Linked DNA regions of Gossypium arboreum: region 1 is linked to region 2. A link is a contact called in public Hi-C data. All regions are on one chromosome and are shown on one strand. Each heading gives the region's core, a stretch centred on a gene start, on an enhancer-like site or on the middle of the called end of the contact. The rest is flanking DNA. Distances are from core to core; before and after follow the strand shown.

Region 1 (5,868 bases), core at 3,080-5,579, 170 kb before region 2:
TTTTTTATCCAGATTTAAATTTTCTTTTGGGTATATTAGCCATAATTTACTGAGTAAAAAGTGGAAAAACATAATTCAAAGATGATAAACTATTTATCAACAATCAAAGTTAGATTAGAAAGAATAAAAGGTTCACTATTGTAGATGTGAATAAGGAACCCAACAATTTCTAATCAGCTTAGTTGGTTGCAATTCTTTCTAATAACACCTTGTTTCCCGGTCAGAACTCCATAGCGAGATAGCTTCACAAAGGCAGAAGAGAATGCTCGGAAGAAATCAGCCTCATTCATGGAGAAATGTTTCAAAACATGTGCTGTTTTGGGGTTTGATACCATTTCAGCATCTATTTTTAGTACTCCTCGGCGTCTCATTGCATTTACATAGTATTCATTGTCAAACGAAAACGGCGTCGGGTCATTCAGAACGAAGCTTAAATTTGAGGTTAAAGGTCCTTTCTGACAAGTTAACCTCAAAAATGCAGCAAAACCAGGTTCCATTCCTCTAAGCTCATCGTTGTTACGACCGTATAAACGGTTCTGAAGGTTTGAACAATGCGTTATGCCGAGCGTGTGAGCACCTGCAAAACCAAAGATAGTAGTGTCATATTTCCATATTGGAGAAATAAGTCAAATTCTATATTCCTTTTAAATTTTATAAATATTTAATTGAATTGTAAAAATATTATCATTTATTTAAGTTTAAATCATAAAATCATACTTAAATTATATTTTTTCCTAAGTTAGTATTTAACCCACATAGTATTTTTAAATTAACATTAAATTAAAAGAGTAGAATTAAATTTAATTAAATTAAAACTCCTCCCAACTCTTTTAATACACTTTCTTTTAACTGTTATATAACTTGCAATACTCTTACCTTTTTATTTACTCATCTTCTTCATAATATATGAGTTCCATGCTTTATTTGGGTTGTTTTCATAGTAAATTGTTGAGCATCGTTAATTATTTAATGCAAAATATATAAAAAAAGGAAAGAATTATTTTAAGAAAAACAATACATATATGGTTTTTGAATTGAGGTTAAGAAAGGAATCGAAATTAAAATTTTAAAATAGAAAGAAAAAAAAATTCATCGGAATCGAGTTTTGTTGCTGGAAATTAGGTTTGGAAGAGTTTTCCGACAGCTTGTTAAATTTTTTCGTCATCAGAATTCTTAAGTATAAAACAAAAAGACGAATATGTTTATAAAAGATCTTAAAAGGTAATAACGTTTAATTTTTTGAGGGAGATTTTTTTAATTTTAAAAGTGTCATGTGTCACTAGGTGATTGGTTAAGAGATTTTTTTAATGGTTAAAATAATTTGGATAATTAAGTATAATTTAGATATCACTTGAGATAACGGAATATAGTTTAGTACTATATGTGACAACACGGTTGTATGCATTGGGTAAAATGGTATAATTTAATTACTATTTTTGATTTAACCCTATTATTTAAGTTGTTTCATTAACTTAACCATCAATTTGAATATTAAATATCAACTATGTGGATTATATTTTGAACACAAATGCATCATTAACTCATTAATATAGTTTGGATTTAACATAATGTATACATATATAATGAACTTAAAAGTACAGATTTAAACGTTATATTTTTACCTGTTAGATCCAAGCTTAAAATACAAGTAACCAAGATATATCCTTTAAATTAAATGCTTATGTTGAAGACATACCCAAAACGGCGACAGATTCTTCAAGGTTCATTCCTTTGTTGGTGAAAATATTAAGCATTTCAGAGACTCCAGCTGTTGCAGGAGGGAGCAATGCGTCTGGCAGTCGATGGCTAGGGGCGTGAGACGAATCCCGCCGTCCCAATGGGACTTTTATCCGTGGCCCTCCTGTCACCGCCACGGCCTCTCGAGCCGCCAATATCAGAATATCGGCACATGAGACTTGTTGGGGGCATTGAGCTTCCACCATTGATTTAACCATGCTTACTATCTCTCTCTTTCTTATCCCCAAATTCTTACTAGAAGCCATCTCTGTTGCCTCATTTCCATTTCCTGGATCAACTAGAATGGAAGCATCGCATCCCTGAGGTAAACAAAATTAAATGTCAAATGTTTCACATCCTTAGTGCACCAGCAAATTATAAAAAAAAATAAAGAATGTGACATAAAGACTGTTTTTGATGCATGCAAGAAACTCAAGTTTTATTATGCCTCTCTAAATTATAATCGTAAAACCAAAACTGTAAACCATCAACAAACAATGGTTGTAAATCAGTGTACTACAAACGTCGGTACCTGAACTTGACAATCATGAAACATAAGCCTTAACAACGCAGATGCAGAAGTGGGATCGGTGAGAAATATAGGCTGAAGGCCATTTCTGACAATGTCCTCAACTTGTGGGCACGATTTCTCATAGAAATTATATGAAAGGCCGAAACCTTTAACATTAAAACTAAAACATTGAAACATGAAGAATACCACAACTATAGTTCTTCTCATAATAAAAGAACTTATAATTGCAGGCAGATACAGCTAATAAAGACCAAGAAAGATTATAGCTGCTGTGAAAAACAAAAATGAAGTAGTGTTGCATGGGAGAACATTATTTATACTACTTTTCCATTAATGATTATTAAAAGATGTAAACTTTAAAGGCTGTCAAAAACTATACCATCCGAACGTGACAACAATAAGGTGAGAATTGAATTACCCCACCGCAATGAATTAAGCTCATCTATATTTCATCAAACAGGCTCTATATTTAGAAATTTATAGCGTGAGTATATTAAAAGAAACTGTGGGATTCTGCTGAGCTAGCATTTGCTTTCTGAATCCTCACCCGTTCCATTCATCATTTAATTGTGATTTTCTCCATTTGGATTGAAGAATTATCTTTACCTGCCATCAGAACTGGAAATTGCTGATGAGAAAAGGGCAACCAAATGGTTGGTATTGAGTCTAAATGCTTATGAACAACCCCCTGTCCACATATTTTTCCTTCAAAAAGTTTTAAAGTTTCCTATCACCCAAGCAAGCCCTGCAGATTTAAGACCTACAGGTTTCCAAGTAAAGAACGGCTCAGAATATGCAATTATATTGGTCAATGTATTGAGTTGTAACCCAATTTAAAAGATATTACCACACTTTTCCTTTTTACAAAAATAAATAAGATTTTACAGATACAGAATTATAATAAGTGTACATACACTTATGGAAAACATTATTAATATATTACCAAATTTTACTACTTTCTTCATCAAGTACGTTTCTCAAAATTTAAACTTGCCCTGTTTCATTCTTATAAAATCAAGACAGCTAAATTTTATCCCACAAATTGCAACTCGTGCTTCTCGTGCTTGATTACATTTTTAAACGTTTTGAGTTGTCACCCACGTGAGACACCAAAATTAAGCTAACCATCATGAATTATTAAACCGGCAAGTATATCGGTAGGGTTTTTTTTCTTTATTTTATAAATAGTAGACAAAAAACTGTAATTTGTGTTTTTATTAATATTTTATTATATTTTTATAAAATATTTATCAATCCCTTAATTTTATTTGTAAAATTTAAAACTCTACTAACACTTTATCAAATATTTTTGCTTATCAAATATGTTAAAATTGTAAATCAAAATATAATATAAGCATTAAATTCGTTGTATTTTGGCAATAATATTTTAAATTAGTGACAAAATATTATATTATAAATATAAAATTTGAATTTAATCCCAAACAAATCTTATATATGGGTGTTATGTTATTTTGGTGTTAAATCTTAGTAATACGAAGGCATACGAATTTCATTTTTGGGATTTGGAGACAGAACAGAAGTTTATGGTAGGAGCATTGTTTTCATTTTGCTCTCTAATATTTATATATGGCAGTATGACAAATCATTGGCAAACACACCATCATTAACAGCCACGGTTACAAGTTGACTATATTTTTAGCATGCACATTTTGCCACTAAAATCCCCCTCCTCCTTTTCCACCTCCATAGCCGCCGCCACCATCACCACTTCTTCCACTTCCACCTCCATGTCCTCCACCCTTAGAACCACCACCAGCACCGCCTCCATGTCCTCGGCCTCCACCTTTTCCACCGCCAGCTCCACCTCCAACTCCTATGCCTCCACCAATTCCACCTCCTATACCTCCACCTATTCCACCACCAATACCTCCACCTATTCCACCACCACCTCCAATTCCAATTCCTATACCACCACCAACACCTCCACCAATACCAACTCCCAGGGTCTCCCTCTCAAGTTTTCGGCATTCTGCTATCCATATGGTAAACACAAGTATCATCAAAAACAATCCAACCCATGTGGAAATTAATTTCCCCATCCTTTTCTCTTTCTTTTTTTTTTTCTCAAATGAAGAACCAAACACCCGAAATCTTTTTTTGTTGTCAGTGTTGAGCTTCAACTTAATGAGTTAATTCAGCAAATAACCACTTATATATACAATATCCGTTGTACGTAAACATAGATGGACGCCATATAATACTTGCAGTTGATTGGTTTAAGATTATTTTTTTGGACTTCCATACATACAAACTTTCAACTTGTTTGATGAAATTGACCTAACTTTCAACTCTTTTTGAAACCGATGGCCGCATGACAAGTGGCGAACCCAGGGGAGGCATGGGCCCTTTGAGTAAATGGAAATTTTTGTTCTCTTTTCTCCCTCTATAAAATTAATACATTAATTTCAGCCCTTTTAACCTCTTGGTCTGATGAAAAAATTGTGATTTTTTACCCCTTCTAAATATTAATATTCAATTTAAGTTTCTTTAGCTCGAAAAAAAAAAACATTTAACCCTTTTAAAAATTAATAATTTAATGTAAACTTTTTTAATATAAATTTTAATTTTAATTTCTAAAATTTTATAATTTTATCTTAATCCTCTAATAACATAAAATTTTTGGCTACGCTTCTATACGAGACTAATGCTTACCAGTGCAACACCACCACCACCATCGTTAGAAAATCTCAATGGCTCAATCCTAAGTTGTAATCAAGGAAAGTCTAGCCAAGCTTAAATAATGAGAAGTTAAAGGTTTAGCTTAAAATAAAATTGCACTATTTAAATTCAGCTCAATTAATCTTATTTATACGCTTAATTTATATTCAAACTCAAGTTGAAGCTCGTTCTATATCTATAATTTTCTTGGATAAAGTAATAATTTATTAAAAATACATTTTCAAACAAAAAAAAAAACAAACATAATTAGGCTTATGAGCTGCTTAAATTGAAAATTAATATAACTTAGCTTCCTCGAGCAGGAAATTTAGTGATGAATTCATTTAATCCTTTTTGAGTCGGCTTGTATGCTAAATGTCCCATTTGTACCCTCTGCAGTTAGCAGGTTCATAATTACAGAAAACATAAAATATAAAGTCTTCAGGAGAGTTAAATTCAAGTTTCTAATTGAAGATTAATGGTAAAGTCAGCTTGCATTATCCTGCGGCCTTTCTTTCTGTATTGAAGTTTAATGGGTTAATATAACTTTTGCACCCTAAATTTAACAGTCAGGTCTACTTTAATTTTTAGTAGTTTAATAACATAACACTTTAATGTTATATTATATCAACACCTAAAAAATAATTTAATCTAATAACATGATATTTTGACGTGGTACAATCCTAAAATATTATATAGTTAAAAATTTTATATTTTCTCAAAATTTAAAGATTAAAATAAATATGATTATTAAATTTAAGTAGTAAAATATAACTATTTGCAAAGGATAAAAAATTTCATAAACCCAAGTTTAAACATGTCACAATGATTTAACACCTCGCTTTTATGGTGCAGCCTATCTTTTTGGCCAAGGAAACAAGCAGCAGCTCGCCCATGTGATATGTTTAATTTGTGGTTGA
Region 2 (5,574 bases), core at 2,981-5,480:
AATTGAAAGAAATTTTAAATCAGAGTTTTATTATGAACATTAGATAAATAAGTAGAATATGGAAGGAAATTGAATAGAAATAAAGTATGAATTAAGTTAGAAAAGTAAATGAGTTAATTAGGATTAAATTAGAATTAGGGTATAAATTGAATAGAAATTCAATTATTATTGTAAAATTAGTGTTGTAATTAATAGTATAATTATTTAATTTTCATAGCTAATAAAGAATTCGAGGTATTGGCACAAAAGGGAAGGAGAAGGTTGTTGATGAGTAATCATGAAATTGGGTTTGTATTACTATAATTCAAATTGTTTATTTATTCATTAAATGTTAAATTAATCTATGTATATGGTAACTAAATTATAAGGTAACTCTTATTGTTGAATTGAATGAAAATTGAGTTGAATGATGAATATGTATTGAAATTGAATTGTATGTGGATTGAAATGGAAAAGCATATTCAATTGGTTTGTAATTAAATTGAGAACGAAATTGAAATTGAAAAGTAATATGGAATACCCTATTAACTAGTCGGGCTGAGTCGGATATAATTGGCATGTCATATGATTTGGAAGAATACGGGATTTATCGGCTTTGCCGATCAGGCACCTTGTGTGTCGTATTTGAGGCACCTCGTGTGTCGTATCAGGCACCTCGTGTGTCATTTCAGGCACTTATGTGTCTTATACTGATCAGGCACAACGTGCCATACTGGTGTGTTTGGGTTGGAATCCGTGTATCCGTCAAAGTCTGGGTTTGTTAATAGGGTGAACAACTAACATGAGAAATTTAAAATAAATTGATTGATTATATTATTGAAAATATTGAAAGAAATGAGAAAGTTAAATTATGTATTGAAATTGAGTTTGAAAATGAAAGGCATGAACTTAATGTTCATGTAGTGATTGAAATTGTACATGTGATATGTGATGGAAATTGAAGAATAGCTAAAAATTGTATTGTTATTGTTAATTAGTGAAAGTTTAAGAATGAATTGATATTTGAGAAATTGGATAGTTACATGCATGGTAGTTATAATTCTTTATTGCTATTATAATTTGAATTATGGTAATACCACTGAGTAAGGAATACTCAGCACACGGTTGTTTCTGTGCGCAGGTTGATAGGAGTCCAATGTCCCGGTCCAGCATCCGAACGATCCTGACTCCAACATCATGATTTTGGTGATGTTTTCTTCCTTTAAGTGAAATTGGCATGTACATAGGGATTATAATGGTTATTTTGATATGTTATATAAATTTTGTTGTAAAGAAAGGTATTTGGTGTTTTGGTAATTAAATTAGTGAAATGGTAAAAATTGTTTATGGCATTGGTATTGAATTGAAATGGTTTGAATAGTTTTGTAAGCTAATCAGAAATGATAATAGGGTTTCATTAACTAAGTTGTTAAGTCAATCTATCAAGTATGATTTAAGTATATTTGAGTATATAAATGCATTGGTTGAAATACTAGAATTGGTTTGGTTGCTATTTGAAATTTGTAGGAAGGTTAAATATTTATAAAAGGTTATATTGAATTTTTTTATAAAAAAATGAAGTCAATTAACAAAAATATATATATGAACTTATGATTATATTATAATATGTTTGTTATTTATTTAAGAATTATTTGTAAATTGTCTGATATGTCCGGTAATGCTGTAACCCTATTCCGATGCCAGTTTAGGGTTAATGTGTGTTACAGGCCAAGGGAGGGCTCTTTGGCTACTAATTTTAGCTATTTTTAGCAGCCCTCTTCAACTATAAAAACCCCCCTTAAGCTGATCATTTGAAACACATCTCAATTCATTCACATCTTTTCTCTTTTCTCTCTATTTTCTCTCTTCTTTGCCATTTTAAATTCTCTTGCTCTCTTGCCAATTTCCACCCTTGGAAAAGCGGTGTTCATCAGCCATTTTGGAGCAACATTGAAGTGTTCGTAGCAGCTTTGATCAATGAGGACAACAGAGAACGAAGAACAGAGCAAGGTAATCAAGCACGGAAAAACACCGGATTTGATTCTTATTCCCTATCTCTTTAATTTTTTTTGTTGTTATGCTGAAAATATCTATGAATATTTATGTTGTCGAAATGGTTAATTTAATCAATTTAGCTTGAATTTAATTCGTGTTAGGTTGACTGCATTCCATCTTCTTAATTTGTTAGAATTGTGTTTATGTTGTTATAGGCCTCGGTAAGATGCTTGATTAAGTAAAATCATCACTAAGTTATTCTTGCATTACAATTGTTAGGTAACTAGTGAATTAATTATTTAAACGGACTGGAATTGTAATTAATAGATACAGTACTTAATCAGAGCATGTTTAACCATCTAAGGTAGCTGAGGGTTAAATTAGCAACGGTATCTGACGATACAATTGCCTTGCATAACTTGCAAGATTATTGTGATTAAACCGTTTCAAGGTAAGAATACTTTGTTACCTCACATAGTCTTTTATGTGCTTATTAAATCAAGTCAATTGTTTGAATTGACATAGGGATATGTTTAAGAGATTATTTCAATTTAATAAGTATGTATGTGCTATAACATATTTGCCTATTAAGATTTGTTTAATCGATTGAATTGACATAGAGATATGTCCAAGAGATGAATGGATTTTGGTAGGTGAGTATGTTCATAAGTTAGCAAATTACTGAGTTGCCGTGAATTTATTCGTAACAATATAAACATGAGTTTAATAATTCTAAGTGATGAAATGTAATTAATCTACACAATTATGTCATCTTGATTAAAATTGTATTTGAAATCGTGCATTTGAGATTTATTTATTTAGTTTACTTAGTTTAAAGTCTGAGTTTTTAATCACCCTCTTCAAACAAAATATTTTTCTTCACCAAAGTGTTTTAAATAGCATTCATAAATGGATCTTTTCACAATCCCTGTGGGTACGATAACTCGACATTTACTTGTCACTGTTTTACTTGTTGCGATTGTGTACACTTGCACATTTTTGTCGTTCCAATCCCTCCCCATATTATATATAATATAATATGATATAATATTATATAATAAAATAGTGGGACTAACTTTCAAATCTATGAAAAGTGTAAAGACTTAGAGCATATTTCAACCAATATAATAAAAACAATCTATAATAATAATAATTAATATATTATGTACTACTCTACTGTTATAGTATGTGATATAATCTTATATAATGAAATAATATATTTTATAAGTATTAATATATATGACTATTGTTATAATATAAGATATGACATCAATAGTTATGTGTAATTTAGTATATTAATATAAATGTTTATAATTATAACTAGCAATACATAAAATATTATTAAAATTTAATATCTTAATAAAATATTATATTTATTAAATTAGATTTTGAATTGGACTTTAACTTTTACAAAATGTATTTGGATATTAAGTTTAATTTTTTTTTTATTTTGGACTTGAGATACAAGTTATAATTAGTTTATTTAGAGTTTGTGTAATAACTAATATATTATTTGAGCTTGGGTTTGGATTTAGTATAATATATTTGAACTTTGTAATAAATATTTTAGAATATGAGTATTAGATTTGTAAATTTAATAAAAAAGATAAAAAGTTCTTCAATTGTCAATATAATATATTATTAAACAATAAAAATATTTTCATTAAATCATATAATATCATAGAATAATAAATTTTACATACAAATTATTTTATATAGAAAACTCTACTTAAAATATATAATATATATTTTTATATAACAAATTTGAATTGTGTTTTCATTATATAAAAATAAAATAAATTATTAGATTCAAAATGAAAATATTTATAACTTAAAATGTTCAAATTTATTTAAATCCATCAAAGTACACTTAGCTTAATCCGAACCTGAGAATTCGAATTCATAAGAGCTCAAGTCTAAAAAAATCTAAACCTAAGAAAACGAACCCAAACTGATCCGAGCCTGAGAAAATCCAACTCCAAAGTAAACCTGATCCCAACCAACCAATTTATTTATCATCTCTAATGTTTTGATTCACTAAGTGTTGAATATGTATGTTATTCTTAATGGAATTACGGTCCAAGGACCGTGACGAAATAAAATATTAAAAACTACTTGTAACCAAAATGAAACATTTGGGACCGATCGCGATATAGTTCACTAAATTTAGTACAATGAGGTACAATAAGCTGGAGTAACAAGCATTAAAAAAATATTGACATCCGACAAATTTAGTTATAAATTTCAAGCTGCAAGCTTTTTGTAAATAATAATAATGGACTCCGAGAACAACAGAGTAACTAATAGCAGACAAGGGACCCCATTATAGAGTGGTTTAACAAATAGCAAATAAAGCATGATATTTATCTCAGCCTATATACTCCAACGTAGATTGTGCATTACGTACGAATTTCCTTAGTCGTCCTGACATGTTTCAAAATCACAGGAGACATCATCCCCATCTCCAAATCCCCTGCCGGAACCAACCCATCACCTTCAAATTTGGGCTGCTTTCTCTCACATACTGCCAACTAAATACCTACATTTTATCTTTCTCGTGTGGCTCACTGCCCATGCTTCTCTACATCTTTTGTTTGAATGAAAGAATATGGAACCAATGCCACAAGCATCTGATTCATATTTCCTTTTCTTCGGCCGAGTTACGAGCTTGCTGAAGTTGGAGAGTATATTGTCTTTGAAGATCTCTAAGCTTGTTAAGGAGTTCCTGGAACGTTGGCCGGCTCTTTGGATCACTGGTTTTTGCAAAATTGTGGTTCCATATATCAGACACCAAAATTGTAAGTTATAACATAATTGGAAAACATAATGACTAGACGAGACGTAGAAAGAAAACTGGCTTTACTTCTGAAGATAATTCCTTCTTAATTAATGACTAAAAGTGCTACAGATGCCACTAACCTAAATGGTACTTGAGTATAAGGCCATCATGATGATTGCAAATCGAATTTGAAGTCCTAGTCCATACTACTTGTGGATGTAACTTTAATCATGCACTTAGTGCACATGTTTCGAATTTGACTAACACAATGCCGGGCCTGAGACTCCTAAATGACACTCCCAAATGCTGTGTTTGAATTAACTAGCATATTGGTAGACTACAGCTAAACTTTTAGCAGTGAATTTATAAGAAAAATAAAAGAAAACATACAAACAGTATAAGGAGATGAGCACCTGTTCCAGCAAATCTCAATTATAGAAGCCCACCGTGGGTCTAGTTCCTTTGGAATCTCTAGACTTTGGTTCATGAACCCTACCGCTGCAACCAACTGCAAATATTCTAAACAAATTGTTGTTCATATATGCAGAGATACAATGGTGAATAAGGAATATTCCATTTAAACCTAACATAGCTTGTCTTCAGAAGAGAGCAGTTGGTTTGGTGATTTTGAACTCTTCAGATAAAAATGACTTTAAAATCTTTTTAATGAAAACTATACCTGCATTGCGTTGTGTTTCTCCCAAGGTATCTTCTCCGTAGCTAGCTCCCATAATATGACGCCAAAGCTATAAACATCGGACCTAAGCCCACAAAGAACGAGAAATACAAGGTCAGCAGTGAAAGAAAGGCAAACGTGATAG

The links. A called contact is a pair of places that touch in the nucleus more often than the background predicts.
Region 1: a contact with region 2 is called in a Hi-C map of leaf, with 2.9 times the contacts expected there. The contact joins the promoter of LOC108487923 here to the enhancer-like site in region 2. A contact is called at or near these places in 3 of 5 Hi-C or Micro-C datasets (all in leaf).

Annotation. Positions count from the first base shown.
Region 1 is chr10:111,107,799-111,113,666 of ASM2569848v2, reverse strand. It overlaps LOC108487923 (glycine-rich cell wall structural protein-like), which reads right to left and starts at 4,329. Exons shown (of 1, transcript XM_017792257.1): 1 at 3,946-4,329. The coding sequence starts at 4,329. The coding sequence ends at 3,946. It overlaps LOC108487921 (peroxidase 29), which reads right to left and starts at 2,568. Exons shown (of 2, transcript XM_017792256.2): 1 at 2,270-2,568; 2 at 1,568-2,057. The coding sequence starts at 2,476. The coding sequence ends at 1,680.
Region 2 is chr10:110,938,942-110,944,515 of ASM2569848v2, reverse strand. It overlaps LOC108489739, which reads right to left. Exons shown (of 13, transcript XM_017794458.2): 11 at 5,433-5,514; 12 at 5,167-5,261; 13 at 4,090-4,727. The coding sequence ends at 4,610. Among protein-coding and RNA genes, the nearest start is that of LOC108489739, 7.2 kb to the right of the region's middle. Within about 2 kb of position 4,230, at least 1 of the 2 cell types and tissues checked has an H3K27ac peak or open chromatin away from gene starts, as enhancers often do. A contact at or near this core is called in leaf, where this site is marked.